Linked DNA regions of Gossypium arboreum: region 2 is linked to region 1. A link is a contact called in public Hi-C data. All regions are on one chromosome and are shown on one strand. The core of a region is the stretch at or near the end of the contact, and the rest is flanking DNA. Distances in the headings are between cores, read along the strand shown.

The links. Hi-C and Micro-C count contacts between places; a contact is called where the count stands out from the background.
Region 2: a Hi-C map of leaf shows a contact between it and region 1, with 6 times the contacts expected there. The contact joins the promoter of LOC108472457 here to the promoter of LOC108450125 in region 1. A contact is called at or near these places in 2 of 5 Hi-C or Micro-C datasets (both in leaf).

Annotation. Positions count from the first base shown.
Region 1 is chr6:112,633,038-112,638,523 of ASM2569848v2, forward strand. LOC108450125 reads left to right here and starts at 2,486. Exons shown (of 1, transcript XM_017747611.2): 1 at 2,486-4,451. The coding sequence starts at 3,164. The coding sequence ends at 4,225.
Region 2 is chr6:113,442,935-113,448,420 of ASM2569848v2, forward strand. LOC108472457 (thermospermine synthase ACAULIS5) reads right to left here and starts at 2,631. Exons shown (of 10, transcript XM_053029582.1): 1 at 2,328-2,631; 2 at 2,129-2,195; 3 at 1,950-2,044; 4 at 1,731-1,833; 5 at 1,549-1,637; 6 at 1,309-1,465; 7 at 1,131-1,206; 8 at 988-1,046; 9 at 741-877; 10 at 344-665. The coding sequence starts at 2,485. The coding sequence ends at 587.

The sequences.
Region 1 (5,486 bases), core at 1,236-3,735:
TTCACCTAATATTTTTGACCATTTGATTTTTCTAATACTCATGACTGGCCAACACTTTCAAAAAGGGTTTAATTTCCATTTAAAGACCCTAAATTTTAGTTCTCTATCTAATTAACACATTTGGTTACTAAAATGCAACTTTTGCCTTTTATGCGATTTAGTCCTTTTTCGCAATCGGGCTCACAAACATTAAAATTGACCACCAAATTTTTCATACACTAATATAATCATGTTATAACCTCATAATTTTAATAAAATAAATTTTCTAACTTCAGATTTGTGGTCCCGAGACTACTGCTCTGACTAGGCCCTAAGTCGGGCTGTTACATGGACTTACTAAGCTTTAATGCTTACCCCTTTCATTTTCATCTTTTTAGTGTCTCCAAGCTATCTCAGGGATCGAAGGACATCGGAGACTCAATCACATTATCAATTGGACATTTGGGTATAGTTAGTCTCAACATTTCGAGTATGGCATGTATAGGGGACTTGGTTATTTTGTTATGTGTCATATTAATTAGCCAAATGAGTTGGCTCATGATGGTATTATGGTTCATTTTGTATAAGGCCATGAGAAGTTTCTTATATTTACTTCTCGATTTGTAACCCTAATTATTTATGCATGCATGCAATGTGTTTATACTTCGTGATGTGGTTAGTGGTTGCTTGTTGGTAATAGATGTGATAAATGGCACATATGCTTAATGAATGAATTGGGACTAATAGGTATGACCATAGCTATGGTCTAATTGAGTAGATTAAAGGTAGGTTTATAAGGAAGAATAAATATGAAATTGGTGTGGAATGCCATATGAAAGCATGATGGTTTGATCATATGATATGTTGACCTTACAAAGTCATGGATTAATCATAATTGTGAGTATTTGAGTGACTAAATATGCTATGTTGCATGCCATCAAAAATGTATAACTGAGTGAGCATTTAAGGGTGGCAAATGGCTTGGAAAATAGCCTCAAAGTTGTCCACACAGGTAGACACACAGGCATGTGTCTAGGCCATGTGTGACGCACGATCTGCCCCCCATGGGCATGTAGTCTGGCCATGTGTCCCCTGCATTTTAGTTTTACAAAACAGAATGCCCAGTAGTAAACACACGGGCTAAGACACGGACGGGCATGTGTCTTGGCCGTGTGAGGGACATGGCTTGGAAACATGGGCGTGTGCCCAGGCCGTGTGAAGTCTGCACCATTTTATGAAAAATTATAATTTTAATCAACCACACGATCTAGCCACACGGGCGTGTGACACGGCCGTGTAACTATATTTTGGTGCTAATGTCATAAACAGAGAGTTACACGGCCTGCGGACACGGGCATGTCGAGGGCACACAAGCGTGTCTCCTATCTCCACTCAGGCGTGTGCCCCTGTTTCATGAAAATTTTTCTAAGTTTTTCCAAAATTTTCTAAAGTTATCAGCTTAGTCCTGAACTACTCTCAATGTATGTTTTGGGCCTTGTAGGCCCATATAAAGGACAATTTGCATATGTATGAATGAATTTGATTTGAATAAAATTTTATGACCCGGTTTTGTATGTTTGCTTGAGTATAAGTCCGGTAACACCTCGTACCCTATTCTAACGTCGAATACGAGTAAAGGATATTACATGGCCCCAAAGACGATGACCAAAGGCCAAGTTCTTACCTACCTCTTTATGCATTGGAGGCAGGGTTTCACTTCCCCATCCATTTATTTGTGGGTGAAGTTTTAAAATGCTATGGCGTTACACCAAGGTAACTAATCGGAGCCTCTTAGTGGATCATTTTAGGATTCATCATCCATTGTAGTGAACGGGGGAAGTAGCCCTAGCTAAGGGTCTTCCAAAACCTCTTCTAATTCACCTAAGTAAATCAAGCTACCTAACAAGGTTACTATACTTTGCCAAATGACAAAGGACCCTTTCGTGAATACTACGTCACCATCATCTCTACTTTGTTTGATCTTAATATCAACAAATATGAATCAATATTTTATTTAAATAAAAAAATTTAAAAATAAAATATTGTAATTATTATCCCTTGAATTTTTAAAATTACATTATTTGTTGTTGTAATTAAACGATCCTTTTCGATTCAATCTTAGTGTTACTACTACGGTTAAAGCCAAACACACAAATTACCATTAATTCTAATATCATTATTGTAATATTCAACCTCAACAATATAATAATTAATTTCACCACTATAATTATTTTTAATTTAATCGGAGATAATCTGAACAATGATTTAAATGGAACCTCAGTCTGTATCCAATTTTATACCCTCGGTAATCACCAGTTTAACCACCCGATGTCAATGGAGGGATTTTGTTTATGGAATTTTAGTTAAGTCGGGTGGCAAGAGAAAGAGTTGGGTGAGTCGACTAGCTGAGCTGCTTGAACCAAGTGAGCCTTAAAGCAGGCTAATAAAGCTACCCCAAATGAAAAGCGACGCGTGTCCACTTCCATCGCACCCCCAAAACCCTTGCTAAAATCCATATACCCCTTGTCCTTCTTTCCTCTCTTACCGTTAAAAGCTATCCATTTCGCCACATCTCTCTTTCCATTTCCTTCTTATTAACTCTATCCATTTCGCTTTCTGTGTAAACTCCACTTTTCCTTTTCCTTTTCCCTTTCCTTTCCTTTAGATTCTTTGCTTTTGAGATCTGTGTTCTCTCTCTCTCTCTGTCTTTGTTTTTGTCATTCGTTTGTTGCCTATCGACAAAAGAAGATGAAGAAAAAGTCTTGAAGATGTTGCATAGATTTGGTTTTTTCCTGGTAAGAATCAAAGATAAAATCTGGGGTTTTCGTATAGTGAGTAAATGCTTGACTTATTTCTGCTGATTCACGTTCGATCCCAAATTTGGCTGCGCAAAAGGAAAAAAAGGAAAAACAACAAAACCCCTATTCTTCTTCTTCTTCTTCTTTGATTTTGCAACTAATAGTAACTATAGAAAGAAAGTCATAATTTTTCCTTTTCTTTTCCAGTCCAAATACTATAAGATTAAAAACCCATCATAAATTTTCAATTTTCTTTGCCTTTTTGATAATCTTCTTTTGAGCTGAGTTGGTTTGTGATTAACTGTGGTGATTGTGAAAAGGGTAACCCAAAAAAACAAAATCAGATTTTACTTAGTTGAACTAAACATATTATAAAAGTGGCGAAGATGAGTTTAAGTGCAGCTGAGGATGATTCAGGGTCAGAGATTCATATCCCAGCAGATATAGATTGGCACATGCTTGATAAATCCAAGTTCTTTTTTCTTGGTGCCGCTTTATTTTCAGGTGTATCAGCTGCTCTTTACCCTGTAGTTGTCTTGAAAACTAGGCAACAAGTCTCATCTACTCAAGTTTCTTGCTTTAAAATGTCATTCTCCATCATGAGATATGAAGGACTGAGAGGATTCTACAGGGGTTTTGGTACCTCTTTGATGGGGACAATCCCAGCTAGGGCACTTTACATGGGAGCCCTTGAGGTTACCAAGAGCAGTGTTGGCACTGCAACTGTTAGTTTAGGATTTTCGGATACTACAGCTACTGCTTTAGCTAATGCAGCTGCTGGGTTGAGCTCAGCTATGGCTGCGCAACTGGTTTGGACCCCAATTGATGTTGTAAGCCAGAGACTAATGGTTCAAGGATATAATGACAGTAACAGTAGCAAAAATGTAAATCTCAATGTGAATTTTTGTAGATATAGGAATGGTCTTGATGCGTTTAGGAAAATTCTATATGCAGATGGTCCTAAAGGATTATACAGGGGATTTGGGATCTCGATTTTGACATATGCACCGTCTAATGCGGTTTGGTGGGCATCTTACTCTGTTGCACACAAGCTCATTTGGAGTGGCATCGGTTGTTCTATGGGTAAAAAAGATGAGAGTGGAAGTATTGTGATGGGGTCTGGTTTTAGGCCTGATTCAAAGGCCTTGGTGGCGGTCCAAGGGTTAAGTGCAGCCATGGCTAGTGGCATTTCAGCTTTAATCACTATGCCACTTGACACCATCAAGACCAGATTACAGGTTCTGGATAGAGAAGAGAATGGAGTAAGAAAACCATTGAATATACTGCAAACAGTGCGGAATCTAGTTCAAGAAGGCGGATTGGCAGCTTGTTACCGAGGATTGGGACCAAGATGGGCATCAATGGCTCTGTCTGCAACAACCATGATAACCACCTATGAGTTCTTGAAGCGGTTATCAACTAAGAGCCAAGAGCAATTGACATCATGAAAAAAAAAAGGGAGGCTGAGGGCTTTAACCGGTTTGCTTAGTAACAAGGGTCACCACTTGTAAATTATTTTCTTCCTTTGGCTTTCCTATGATGAGCATCACCTGCATATTAATGTAAAACATGTATCTAGCAGTTTTTCCTTCTTTTTTTCATCTGGATCACGCTGTAATTATGTATCTTTCATGTTTTCAATCTAAATCATGGTTCAATCCTTCACTACCCCAAGTTTTTGAATCAATGTTGTTATTGTTCTTTGAATGATTCTGGCCTCTAACTAAATACTCGAATATTAAACGCTAACGAGTAAGCGAAAAAATAATTGAGACAATAAGGTAATAGTTGAGGCTTCCTATTTTGGGGTCCTTTTAACTCATGGAAGTTACCAAATCTGTCACTTTTACCCTTTACTCGAAACCAAGTAAAATCATTGGGAGATTGGGCAGTCAACTTGTCTTTTTCATGAAAACAGTAAATAATGTCTCCTTCCATTTTAAAATACATGAGATTAACACTTAGAAAATATGTTAAGCTAATTACTCAAAAAGGCATTCTTGGAGAGACACAGGAACTTCACATGCTTCATTCATCACTGAATAACACAAAGATTTAAATAATTGGCAATAGCTTCCCCCAACAATTTTCTAGTCTATCATTCTCAATCTATTTTTAAACCTTTATAGATAGGAAGAGCGAGGGGGATGGAAAACCAGGGGCTGATAAGAAAACCCATTTGCACCGTTGGATTTAATATGAAGCTTTCAGCATCTGCCATCATTAAGAAGGTGTATGGAGCAGCCAACCGGAAACAACAGGCATTGTCACCCACCACTCTATTTTCCTGTCTGAGTTTTATCCATAACAGGCACACACCAAAGTGAAACAAACGGCTGAGATGAGTTGAAGCCAATTTAAGGACCACTTCTAAGTCGGTGTTGCAGTTTTTGGTTATTATTTAGATTGAGAGATGCTGAATTAAGACGGCATGCAAATATAACCAATATTTTGAGCCGATAATACATTCTCAAAACACCCATTGTTTGGATTTCACTTTTCATGCTTGTTTTTTGTTGAGTTGCAGTTACAATTTTGAAAGACAATGGAGTTTACGATGACGAATGCCGACAGGCAAATGCATGTAATGTGGCTTTCATGCTGGATGAGGCGCCTTAATCGAGAACGATATATTTTAATAACCTAGTTAAATTGGCATTTTCTCCCATCTTTAAAAATAGCAAAAATTGGGAAGGAAAGATGAAAATG
Region 2 (5,486 bases), core at 1,381-3,880, 810 kb after region 1:
GGATATAAACCTTATCCATTAAACCCGGATTTTGCTGCAGGATAAAGGGGCCACCTCAGGTCATCATCAATTTTCTAACGTATATGTTAAAGCCTTTTTGCAGTTATCATATGAAGTTGCCTTTTGGTATTTCTTTTTCTTTACCAATGCAACCTTTTTGCCTGACGGTTTTGGTACACATCAGCATAAGGGAGACAAAGAAAGTTGGTATAATTGTTGATGTTTTATATAAATCATTGTTCTTAGATATTGGAAGCACATGTTTGATTCACAAAATCAATGAGCTCTGCATTGCAACATGAAAAATAATGATAATAAGGGTATGAGAAAGTAAGTGCTTGAGTAGAGGAACTTGTTTAAATTATATAGATAAAAAGCTTTCATGCCATTGTAATCCAAATCTGTGAAACAACCCAAAAGCCAACACATAAATTGTCTTAAAAATTAAAAACCAACTTCTTTCAACAATTGATGACTGATTTCGTTTGAAGCAAAAGTCTTTTTGATGCTATCTTTTAATTGCAACCTTTCCCTTTTTTTCTTTTATTTACAACAAACTTCTCCCCAAGATTAAGGCCTGCAAACCTCAAAGGTGGTTACCCAATCCATGTCCTGGTATAAATCTCGCATTTTCCTCAGTGTAGACATGGGTTTCGTTCAACAGCCTGAAAACAACCAAACCATCTCAATTTGCTTTAAAAATGGCAACAAATTACAATCTAACAAACAGTGGAACTTACGATAGATAAACAGTCTTGTTCATGGTTGCAGAGGAAAGGAATGAAGAGCCATTCAAGTAGAGTAATTCACCATCTACTCTTTCAGCAATCCTCTTGTCAATTTCTTCAGCACCAATGGAGAATGGTTGATCCGAGGCCTATGTTAATGCAAATCAAAGTTAAAACAAAGCGAAAATGGGATATATATATATATATATAAGACTTCTACTCCATTCAACTTCACAATTTTGAACATTAATTCTCATACCATAACCCATCCCCATGTATCAGCAAAGGATGGCACATGAGCTGTGTATGCCAACACATCTACATAGAAAAAAAAAAACCATGATTTATTGTTTATTATTCAATCTATTTTATAGAATCTTAAGAGTTGGTTGAGGAACTTACACTTGAAAACCTGCCTGATTGTGTGGTATATAGAGGAAAAGACCTCCTTGTGAGTGAATATTCCAGCTGGGCCAGCCTATAGAATAGAAATTTATCTCAAGTTTTTTATTCTTATGTTTATGACTTGACATATATATGACCCTACACAAGAAGGGGCGGGGGGGGGGGGAATACCAACCTGAGTGACAAAAATGCCATTTTCATTGAGTTTGGGCTTAAGAATTTTCTCATAAAATGATTTTGTATAAAGTTGATAGCAAGGCCCTCCTTCAACAGGATCTGCTAAATCTCCAACTATGATATCAAATTTCTCAGTCCTCTTCTCCAGTTCAGCCCTTAATATTCATACACAAGTATATAGTAATTAGCTCAAATTCCTTTGAAGCAAATGGACATCAAATAAGCTCAGTATACTTACTTGGCATCATTAATAACAAGGTTAAGCTTTTTGTTGCAAAATGCATCACGGTTCACAGTCAGGTACCTGCGGCAGAAATTGACCACTTCCTGCAGTTGTTAAATTATCAGTGGTGCCCTCCAAACACTAAAAAGAAAAAGTAAATGGAAATATATTAAAAAAAATGAGACCAAGAATTTCACCTCATCAATATCACACATTACAACTCCATCAATAAATTTATGCCTGAGTGCTTCCCTTGCTGCAGACCCTTCCCCTCCCCCCATTACAAACACAGTTTTGGGGCTGCACAATTGGTAAGAACAATATATGTTACTACTTTACAGATAAATGGAAATGGAGTACTCATAGAGACATTGACTCGATAGCCACCAAAAATAATAATAAAAAAAAGGACTCACTTCGAGTGGAACAAAAGAGCTGGATGAATTAAGCATTCATGGTAAATAAATTCATCAACTTCGGCACTTTGCATTTTCCCATCAATCACCAATACCTACATAAGCAATTATTCAAACAATCGGAGATTAGAAAACTTGAAAAAAGGATGAAACAAAACAATGAATGCCTATAGGTATACCTTGCCAAAACGTTTAGTGTCCAAAAGGGCTATATCTTGATACTCACTAGAACCTTTATACAGTACACTGTTAAGAGAGATACAAAGAGATGAGAGTTGGTTTAAGATATTGAATTATGAATCAAAGAAAACCCAAAGTTGTTTGCTTTTATCATGTTTTGAGTAATGTGCATATGATGAAGAAAGATTAGGGTGAAACCTTTTCAAAGCAAAGGACCATTTGAGATCCTCATCAATTTCCTCTTCATACCAAGAATCAAACTGGCGAGTCTCGTCAACAGGTGGTTGGTTCTTTGTTGTTCCATTACAGATTTTAGAGAAACCATTTGGATAAAAGATCTCAACAGCCTCACCCATTATCGAATAACCTAAAAACAAAAGAGAAAAACTTGAAACAAAACAAGACAGGATAAACAGAAGATTGAGCAAGAGGTGGCAAAGTGTGAGGATGGTAACACCAAGGTTACGTGCTTTTTATAGCACTTTTAACACACTAGAAACCCAATAATTTTTTATTTTTTTTTAAAAGAAAGGCATAATCTTGTAGATAATTATGGGTTTTGGCTAACACGGGCAATGATTCTGTCACAGACAGTCCCACGGATTTTCTGTTCCTCACGCCAATTATCATGGTACTACATTGGTTCATGAAAATGGTAACCTCATCAATGGTGACAACCCACCAAAGGTTGTTTCCTAGTGATGTTCTAAGCTGGCATTGGCAGTATAATGAAAATACCAAGAGATATTATTTTTTCTCCTTTTTTGGAGGCCTCCACGGCCATGTGTTGGCATCTAAAGTTAGATTGGGTGAAATTTCCCAGAGATTGACTGTCATTCTAGAATTTTGAAAGGAAAAGCATGCGCATGCATATGATATTATCTACCCCTATAGGTTTGGTGGATACAATGAAAAAGGATGAAAATCGGGAATATATGTCCGCGTGGGTTACTGTGGGCCCCAACTTGTACATGTGGTCTTCCACGATATTGACACGTGGATAAAAGTACATGTGGCACTGTTTTTTTTTATTTTTGGGTAGGGGAAATGATGGGGTCCACTAAGAAAGGTTTTTTCTTTTTGGAAGGGGGTCCACTATGCGAGTTAAAAAGTGGTGATACTTTGTGTATTTTTGGATTAATTGTTTTCCTTTTTTAGCCAACCTTTTGTCCTTTTCCTCGGTCACCAGCACTATGCTCAAATCAAGAGGGGATTTTTCTGGTCTAATTTTGATTTTAGTCCCTTTTGTTTATGTTGAAATTTACAATTTAATCTCTTTAATTTGATACAGTTTGATTCTTCTATTTTTTTATGATGTTTGTTAAAATTGAACGTCGATAATAGCAATATAGAATATCGCAAAGCAATAAAAAAGAAAAATAAAACACAGATTTTATATGGAAATCCTTTCGGAAAAAAATCACGGGTAAATGAGAAGAAAAATTCACTAATGTTGAAAATTGAACGATACATGAAGAGTTCGATTACATCTATTTAAATGTTGAAAAATCTTATTCTAATCAATGTCAAATAAAAGAATTGTAGTTCTATACGGATTCTACTCGTGCAACATAGTCTCAGTAATGTTACTGTTATTTTAACAAGATCCCCTAGTTTTGCCATTGTATTTTATTTTAACAAGAAATTGGGTCACACAACTCTAACAATGTTATTGTTAGATACATATTCTGATAATTTTATTAATTGTTCTGGCTAAAGTAATGGTAGTTTTTCATGAATTTTTTTAATACCATTTACATTGTTATTATCAAAAAAATGTTGGATACAATGATAAAACATATTGTATTTCAAAAGAGTGAATTTAAGTTTAAATTTTAAAATAACATTACCCGGAGAGGGTAGCTACAAGCCCTCGAAAGGTTTAGAAGTCAACTATTAGAGGGTAGTTATCAATTTGGGTCTACTAATAAATTTATAAAGGTTAAATATCCATCAATCTCTGAAGTTTGAAATTTAGTCCATATATTTAAAAAATAAAAAATTTAAATAATATTTTTTTCTATTTAGAAACCACAAATCAATGTTATTAATTTTTAGTCTAAATTTACTATCAATACACCCACGCAATCAAATTAACTTCATAAACAAACCATTATGAATTCAATAAACATACATTACAACAAGTAAAATCTGATGACCAAATATTATCGATTTCAATTATTTGACTAGAATTTTGAACAAAAAGTTAGAAATAAATAAATTTTAGCTTTCTAAGTATAGAACTAATCTCAGATTTCACTAATGTATAGAGAATAACATATGTTGACTCATTATAAAAGTAAATAGAGTAAAGTATATCAAATTAAATTAGAGAGATTAAAACCTCAATTTCAATATAGTAGAGGGGCTAAACTAGAATTAGACCTTTTCTGTGAGTGTGGGATTATGGCTAAGTGGGAGTACCATATCCAACTGACTAAAGCCTACCAGAGAAGAAGAATGAGGGACAAATGGGGACCCTATGTAATTGCAATAAGAGGGGAATTTATGGGTCCCCAACCCCAATAAAAATGTGTTTCTGTTGTGGGAGATGAGAGCATTCTTAAGCGTGGGGTGACTCCACTTCGATAAAAAAAACAAAAAAGGTTTTGTGGAAATCCCACTTTAATATTGTATTTAGAAGTGTTCATGGATTAGATTAAGTTAAACTTGAATCAAATTTTTATAGGATATTAATATATTTTATATTTATATAAATCTTAAAATTGATTTAAATATGACACTTTGTTAGTAACTAATTCAAACCCAATATATTTCTGCATATTATTATTTTAATTTCTTAAAAGAAAATATTAGGCTTTTTCCCATCATATCTCCTCCTTGCTTCTCTGCGGAGATATTGTTGCTCTTTGGTTAGATTTCAAAATGACCCATTTGTCTCTCTCCTATATGTCATAATGCCAGAGAGAAAAATCTTCATTCAAAGCTTTTCTTTATATGTTTATAGCGGGTAGCTTTTTATTATCAATTATTACTCCCAAAAAATCACCCATTGATTTCATCCACATGCACCAATTCTTTTTCCTTTTCTTTCTTTTTTGATATGATATGCTGTTGGATATTCTTTACTTGTGATGTAGGGCAAGTGTGGCAACTTATATCCTGGTATACAAATTCCATAAATGAATCCCAAGTATTTAATATCTTTTGTCTTTGATGTTAAGCTTAGTTACATCGTAATTCATGGCTTAAGATTCTTAATATATCTTACAACAATCTCTAGTGGGCGCTAGATTTGTTGCCATCTAATTATTTGAAGCCCTTGTTTGTAATTTGCTTCGGATGAATTTGGTTTTGAATTCATCTTTATAGTACAACTTACTAAAGGTTAGTTTT